Regions from separate parts of the Mus musculus genome. Here region 2 is linked to region 1. The links are chromatin contacts, called in public promoter capture Hi-C maps. All regions are on one chromosome and are shown on one strand. The core of a region is the stretch at or near the end of the contact, and the rest is flanking DNA. Distances in the headings are between cores, read along the strand shown.

What was found. Capture Hi-C pulls out chosen DNA fragments and counts their contacts.
Region 2: a contact with region 1 is called in a promoter capture Hi-C map of adipose tissue. The contact joins two enhancer-like sites. A contact is called at or near these places in 1 of 484 Hi-C or Micro-C datasets (CD8 T cells), 4 of 115 datasets of contacts at active chromatin or transcription factors (the SCID.adh cell line, embryonic stem cells, intestinal crypt epithelium and 1 more) and 1 of 9 other capture datasets (adipose tissue).

What each region holds. Positions count from the first base shown.
Region 1 is chr8:25,707,709-25,710,884 of GRCm38.p6, forward strand. Nsd3 (nuclear receptor binding SET domain protein 3) reads left to right here. Exons shown (of 23, transcript NM_001081269.2): 20 at 1,355-1,496; 21 at 2,965-3,071. Among named protein-coding and RNA genes, the nearest start is that of Plpp5, 11 kb to the right of the region's middle. Within about 2 kb of position 1,728, at least 74 of the 459 cell types and tissues checked have an H3K27ac peak or open chromatin away from gene starts, as enhancers often do. A contact at or near this core is called in adipose tissue, where this site is marked.
Region 2 is chr8:25,778,652-25,781,827 of GRCm38.p6, forward strand. All of the region lies in intron 1 of Bag4 (BCL2-associated athanogene 4), which reads right to left. Among named protein-coding and RNA genes, the nearest start is that of Bag4, 5.0 kb to the right of the region's middle. Within about 2 kb of position 1,445, at least 8 of the 459 cell types and tissues checked have an H3K27ac peak or open chromatin away from gene starts, as enhancers often do. A contact at or near this core is called in adipose tissue, where this site is marked.

The DNA.
Region 1 (3,176 bases), core at 478-2,977:
GAAGCCCAGGCCTAGGTGTAGTTCAGTCTTTGTTTAGTACACTACTACACACCAAGGACCAAGACTAGTCCTCCTGTTCCACGTGTTCTGTGATGGTTCTAAAAGAATCAGAATGTCATCTAAGCTGAGGCCATGGCTCCGTGCTGAAGCATGTACTGAAGGCATGTGAGGCTGTGGGTTTGAGCCTCATCTCAAGCAAAAACTTGACAGAAAACCAACAAAAAACAGTAAAAGAGGTTGTGGGCATGGTGGCACACACCTTTAATCCTAGCACTTTTGAGACTGAGGCAGGCAGATCTCTCAGTTCAAGGACAGCCTGGTCTACATAGCATGTTCCACACCAACCAGAGCCACATTGTCAGACACTATCTCAAAAAAGAAAAAAGGAAGATAAACTATATGTAGTTATGTCTTATGTGAAAAGTGTAGCCGGGCATGGTGGCTCACACATTTAATCCCAGCACTTGGGAGGCAGAGGCAGGCGAATTTCTGAGTTCGAGGACAGCCTGCTCTACAGAGTGAGTTCCAGGACAGCCAGGGCTACACAGAGAAACCCTGTCTCGAAAAACCAAAAAAAAAAAAAAAATTAAAAAATAGAAAAGTGTACAGCTTGCACGTGCTACAGGGTAACCTCGACTGCCGGTGTTAGGCTGGAGTCTGCGTCTCGAATCCTCTTACTGAGTTCAGTTCAGTGACAGCGTCCTGTGTGTTCAGGCCTTGGCACGACCTCACTGTTAGAGTCCACACTGACAGACCTAACTGTCTAGTGTTTCCTGCGTAGGTAACCCCTGTGAGAGGACAGACATGAAGGACTGTCACCTCCCGCTCAGAGAGAGTCTCATTGCCCTTCTCTGTCCTCGTGGGTAAACTCGTCCATCCCATAGCAGTTTATCTTCTAGCATAGAGTTCAAGAGAGAAGCTGAGAAGGAACTGCCTGAGCAGTTGGTTACCTGAACCATATAGCTCCGTGCACGATCAAGAATGCCTAAACATGTGACCTGCTGCTGATCCTTATTTATTAGACTACCATCAGCAGTTTCTATGCAGTTTCTAGAAAGAAAGAAAGAAAGAAAGAAAGAAAGAAAGAAAGAAAGAAAGAAAGAAAGAAAGAAAGAAAGAAAGAAAGAAAAGAAAGAAAGAAAAATTTAAAAAACAAAACCCTAAGGTCCTCAAATAGAGAACGTGTTAACTCCACAGAGGAGTGTCTGCAATGTTTTTAGAGCTGACAGTTGGCACACCAGCTGATGATAAATGATCCTGTCTTGGAGTTCCCTAACTGGATGTTTCTAAATGGGCTTGTATCCAGTTTATGTTGAAGCACCCCCCACACACAGACTTTTTTTTCTTTCTGAAGGACCGTATAATTGATGCTGGACCAAAGGGAAATTATTCTCGTTTCATGAACCACAGTTGTAATCCAAACTGTGAGACACAGAAGTGGACTGTAAATGGAGACGTTCGAGTTGGACTATTTGCTCTTTGTGACATTCCTGCAGGTAAAGCGTGACTTGCTGCCGGGGCCCCTCCACGGGGGAAGCCTGTCTTAAAGGCCCAGCCCCTGAGAGTCTATTCAGATCAGACAACTGGGCGTTACTTGCCAATGTGGTAAAACTACATCTAAAGAGAAAACCTGTCCAGCCTTTCTGCAGAAGAGGATGTGGGAGGGTCTGCCACAGTGCAGACACGTCACTTCCCAAAATAGTGCTGTCTGCAGAATAGAACTAGATGGCCTAGCTCTTCTGTGCGTTTAAAGCATACTAGAGGTAATTAACTCATGGAGGCTGGAGAGATGGCTCAGCAGTGGAGAGTCTATACTTGTTTTGCAGAGGGCCGGAGATCAATGCCCAGCGTGCATGTGGAGTGGCTCACGACCATACTGCAGCTGCAAGGGTCAGAGCCCTCCAGCTCCCACGGGCACCCACACACATACACACATACACACATACACACATTCACGTAATTACAAACAGTCCAAGTAAATCCTTTTTTAAGAAAGCAATTTGCTGTCCCCACACCAGCTGGCTTCTTTTTCTTTTCCTCTTCAACTCTGAAGATCATTCTGTTTCAGGTTAGACTTGAGGAGCCTCGGAGCCATGGTTACTGCTCTCCTTTCCTTCCCTCCGAGCTTGTCAACAGAACCAGCTAGTTTTCCAAGTTTAGGGGCTTGGTAAGGGCGGCTCAGTAGCTAGGGCACCTGGTGAAAGGCTGCTCAGCATGGGTGTGTGTGGTGAGCTACAGTTGTAAATGTGTATTGGTTCACAGTGGAAGGCGTTCCTAACACTGTCATGACACCACAGTAGTGTCACTTAGAAACTAGAGCTTAGCTGTAGAAAGAGGGCAAGGCTGGAAGCCCTTATTTTTAAAAAAAATTATTTATTTTCTGTATGTGAGTACACTGTCACTGTTTTCAGACACACCAGAGGAGGGCATCAGATCTCATTACAGATGGTTGTGAGCCACCATGTGGTTGATGGGTATTGAACTCAGGTCCTCTGGAAGAGCAGTCAGTGCTCTTAACAGCTGAGCCACCTCTCCAGCCCTAGAAGCCCTACCTGACCACAGGTCCCATGCCCAGAGCTCTTATTTCATTGTTTTCACCACTTTTTGCTGAAGGGTTTTCTCTTTTTAGAACATCTTAGGTGGGCAGGGATTGTTGACCACAAGGCCTCTCTCTATCATTGTTTTTAGTGAGATGGGGTATGGAAGGAAGAGTCTGTAGTTATGTGATGCGTGCATTTATATGCGCTTGTGAGGACAAGGCAGGAACTCCTAGGACTCTGCTTCACCATGGAATCTGAATCCAGGTCCCATTGTCAGGCTTTCATGGCAAGCGCTTTCACCCCGAGCCACCTTGCCAGCCTGGGACAAGCCTTTGTCTCAGAACCGTGTGTCTACATGAAAGTGTCAGGCAGTGTTTCTCCCTCCTAACATCACTGTGAATAATTTGTTTCTCCTGTATTTCAGGGATGGAGTTAACGTTTAACTATAACTTGGACTGTCTGGGCAACGGCAGGACAGTGTGCCACTGCGGAGCAGACAACTGTAGTGGATTTCTAGGAGTGCGGCCAAAGGTCAGTTGTACAGGGCACTCCACCCAGGGCAGGAAAGGGCTGTGCTACAGACATTAGCTTATGACCTGCTTGGCTTTGTTACAGAATTCCCGCTGCTCCCTCAGG
Region 2 (3,176 bases), core at 195-2,694, 71 kb after region 1:
GAGGATGAGCAGGACGATTCACATTCCACATGGCTTTTTAGCCACAGGTAGCTATAATATCACATAGGGATAGAATAACTTGTGTAATCTAGGTGGGTACCTTGTATCATTATCAACTGGCTCTGAAATTATCGTGTTGGCATCTTGTGAATTGAAAATTTATTGATATATAAATCTGACTGATTAATTACAAGCTTCTAGAGTTTTGATTTTCTGGGTTACTGGAATTTGGGACCACCGACCACAGGGGGTGGGTGGCTGAGAAGGTACAAGTGGCTCTGAAACAGGCGAACTGGAGTTGAGAAGACCACCACACAGAGGCTAGTCTAGAGGCAGCAGGACCACAGGAAGAGAGTAGCTGGGGGTGAACTGCGGGAACCTGCCATTCTTTTCCCTGTCCAATCACACACAAGTATATCTATACATTTTTTCTTGTATTCCAGTACTTTCTGCTTATAACTTCAGTATCATCAACTCATATAGAGCAATCACAACTGGAACGTGTGACTCAAGCTGTGATAGCACCATCTTTTCAGGGCTTTGTCTTTAAATAAATTACATTAAGACACTAACTCTTGTAAGAATGCTCCAAACCAATTCTTTTTTTTTTTTTTTGGTTTTTCGAGACAGGGTTTCTCTGTGTAGCCCTGGCTGTCCTGGAACTCACTTTGTAGACCAGGCTGGCCTCCCGCCTGCTCTGCCTCCCAAGTGCTGGGATTAAAGGTGTGTGCCACCACTGCCCTGCTCAATTCTTAAACCTTTCTGACTGTCTAGCTGAACACACAATATGTTTTATTCTTTGAACTTACAGTTTAAGTGCACTTTTGGCTCATAACAAACCACTTTTATTCCCCTTATATAGATGGGTTTTATGGTTTGTTGACTATGCTGGATTAAACCTAGAGTTATTGTATATCTACGCTCTCTACCAAGAAGACAACAAGCTGACTGTTCTAGATGTGGTGAACCCAGGCCTACATCTTCAGACTCTTAAGAGTCAGTCCCTTCAGGTGAATCTCTAAGGTTCAGTTTAGCTACCAGGATCCTCCCACTATTCATTCCCTCTCTTCCTGACTCAGCTTCCTAACGCCATAGCTCCTTGCTTTTCTTTCTTCAGCCAGACTCACCTCACAAAAAAACATCACTGAAGACCACCTCCAACCCATCCCCAGCAACTATTAACTGTCATTCTCCCCTGGAAGGGGGAGTGCCTTGTCAGCCACTCTCTACCAACTTCTGTTTATGGCCTACAAATCCTCAGAAATGTGGGTCCTAATGAGCCTCTTCCCTGTCAAGGATGGAGTGCTTCTGAGCCCACTGGTGTGTAGGTCTTAAATAGTAACCACAGCTGCTGTGAGTTCATCAATGCAGCCATCGGGTCATACCCAGAAGACAGTCTTTCATAACACCCTCCTCCTTCCTCTGCCTCGTACATTCTTTCCACTCCCGCTTCTGTAGCGCTCTTTGATCCTCAGAGGGGATAAAATGCATGACCTCTTTAGGGCTGAACACTATAACAGTGACTTTTTTTCAGCACAATAACCAGTTGTCTGAGCATTATTAGTTACCACCCACTACAACACACTGACACAACCCACACACACACACTACCACTACCAACACTATCAAACCTTTGACCAAACCTGAGAATAGCACTAATCTGTGAACATAAACATAATCAGAAGGAAGATCTTTGGTGAGCACAATTTGTCCATTTAGCAAAACAGCAGTAGGAGCAGTTTCCCCACTCAGGTCTACGACATCCCCAGCCATGGGGTTCTGAGCAGGCTTACAGTACCAGGAATGAATTCTCTCCAGGAGAGTGGGGCTCAAAGCACAAGGTGCTTCGGACCCTACAACAGTCATGCCACTCCATCACACAGGTAGGCACGTTTTCCCAGGCAAGTTAGTGGTTTAGCATGAGCCCACTGTTAGAACCTAGGTAAAACAGTTACCTGGCTAGCCTGCCATTTATAGCAAAACTTTCTCATATGTTTCTGATGTTACTAGGAAACTTTCTAATTCCAAGATGATTACATATTCTGTTATGTTCTGTGCCCTAGGGAACCCATCACGATAGAAATCAGTACAACTGTGTAGCTGCCCCTGGGATGGACTCCAACATAAGGGAGACACCTGCATCAACAGAAGAAACTATTTGGAATAAGACTTCCATTTGAGTAGTGGTTGAGTAAAATTTAAGTTCCCAAGATCTCCCTGAGAACAGACATCCTACTTGGCAGAAAGAAATATGTATGTGGATAACTGACATCCTGGTTGGCAAGTTAAGACATGAACGTTAGACAAGTCCCATCCTGGTAGACAAGTTAGGACAAAGCAAGCCCCCAGCCACAGTTGAATACCCCAACCAATGCAAGCAGGATAAGTGTACAACAAAGACTTAATCCTAAGGAAATCCCCTATCTCTAAATCCTGATTGGTGGAATAACTTGGCACAGATGTTAATGGATTGGGGCTTAAAAACCCTGTAGAATCTTAACTTTGCATCATGGCTGTTACCAAATCTGGACCATGGCCCTGGTTGACCAGTCCTGGGGTGTATGCTCAATAAACTATCCCTGTCTGACAAAGATGGACGTTTCTTAGACACCAACATCCACAGCGAGTTAAGACTGTTCATAAACCTTTTTCCTCAAGCAGCCTGCACAGCAGCTCAAGGCATTATGAAAACTAGCCAGAAGGGAGAAAGTTTACAGGTCAGTTTCGCTTTGATTTCTCTACAGTCTGCAAAGTATGTGGTGTCTTCAACAATAGGATTTTATCATCCAGTTCTGATGGCTAACCAAGAACTGTGGCAGTAGGATAAATATATTACAAACACATGTATGTATGTGTGGCTGGTGCCTGAGTAGGCCATAAGAGGGCGCTGGACCACCTACAACTAGAGTTAACAGACAGCTGTGAGCTGCCATGTGGATGCTGAATTGAGCCCAGGTCTTCTAGAAGAGCAGCCACTGAGCTGCTCAGGCCTGGACGTTCTCTCTCTCTCTTTTTTTTAAAGGTAAAACCCTGTGCCATATTTAAATATATTAATTTCATTTGGTTGTTTTGTTTTATTGGAAACAGGGTTTCTCTATGAGGTCTGGCTACCCTAGGAACTTGCTCTATAGGACAGACTGGCCTTGAATTCAGAGATCCACCTCTGCCTCCCAAAT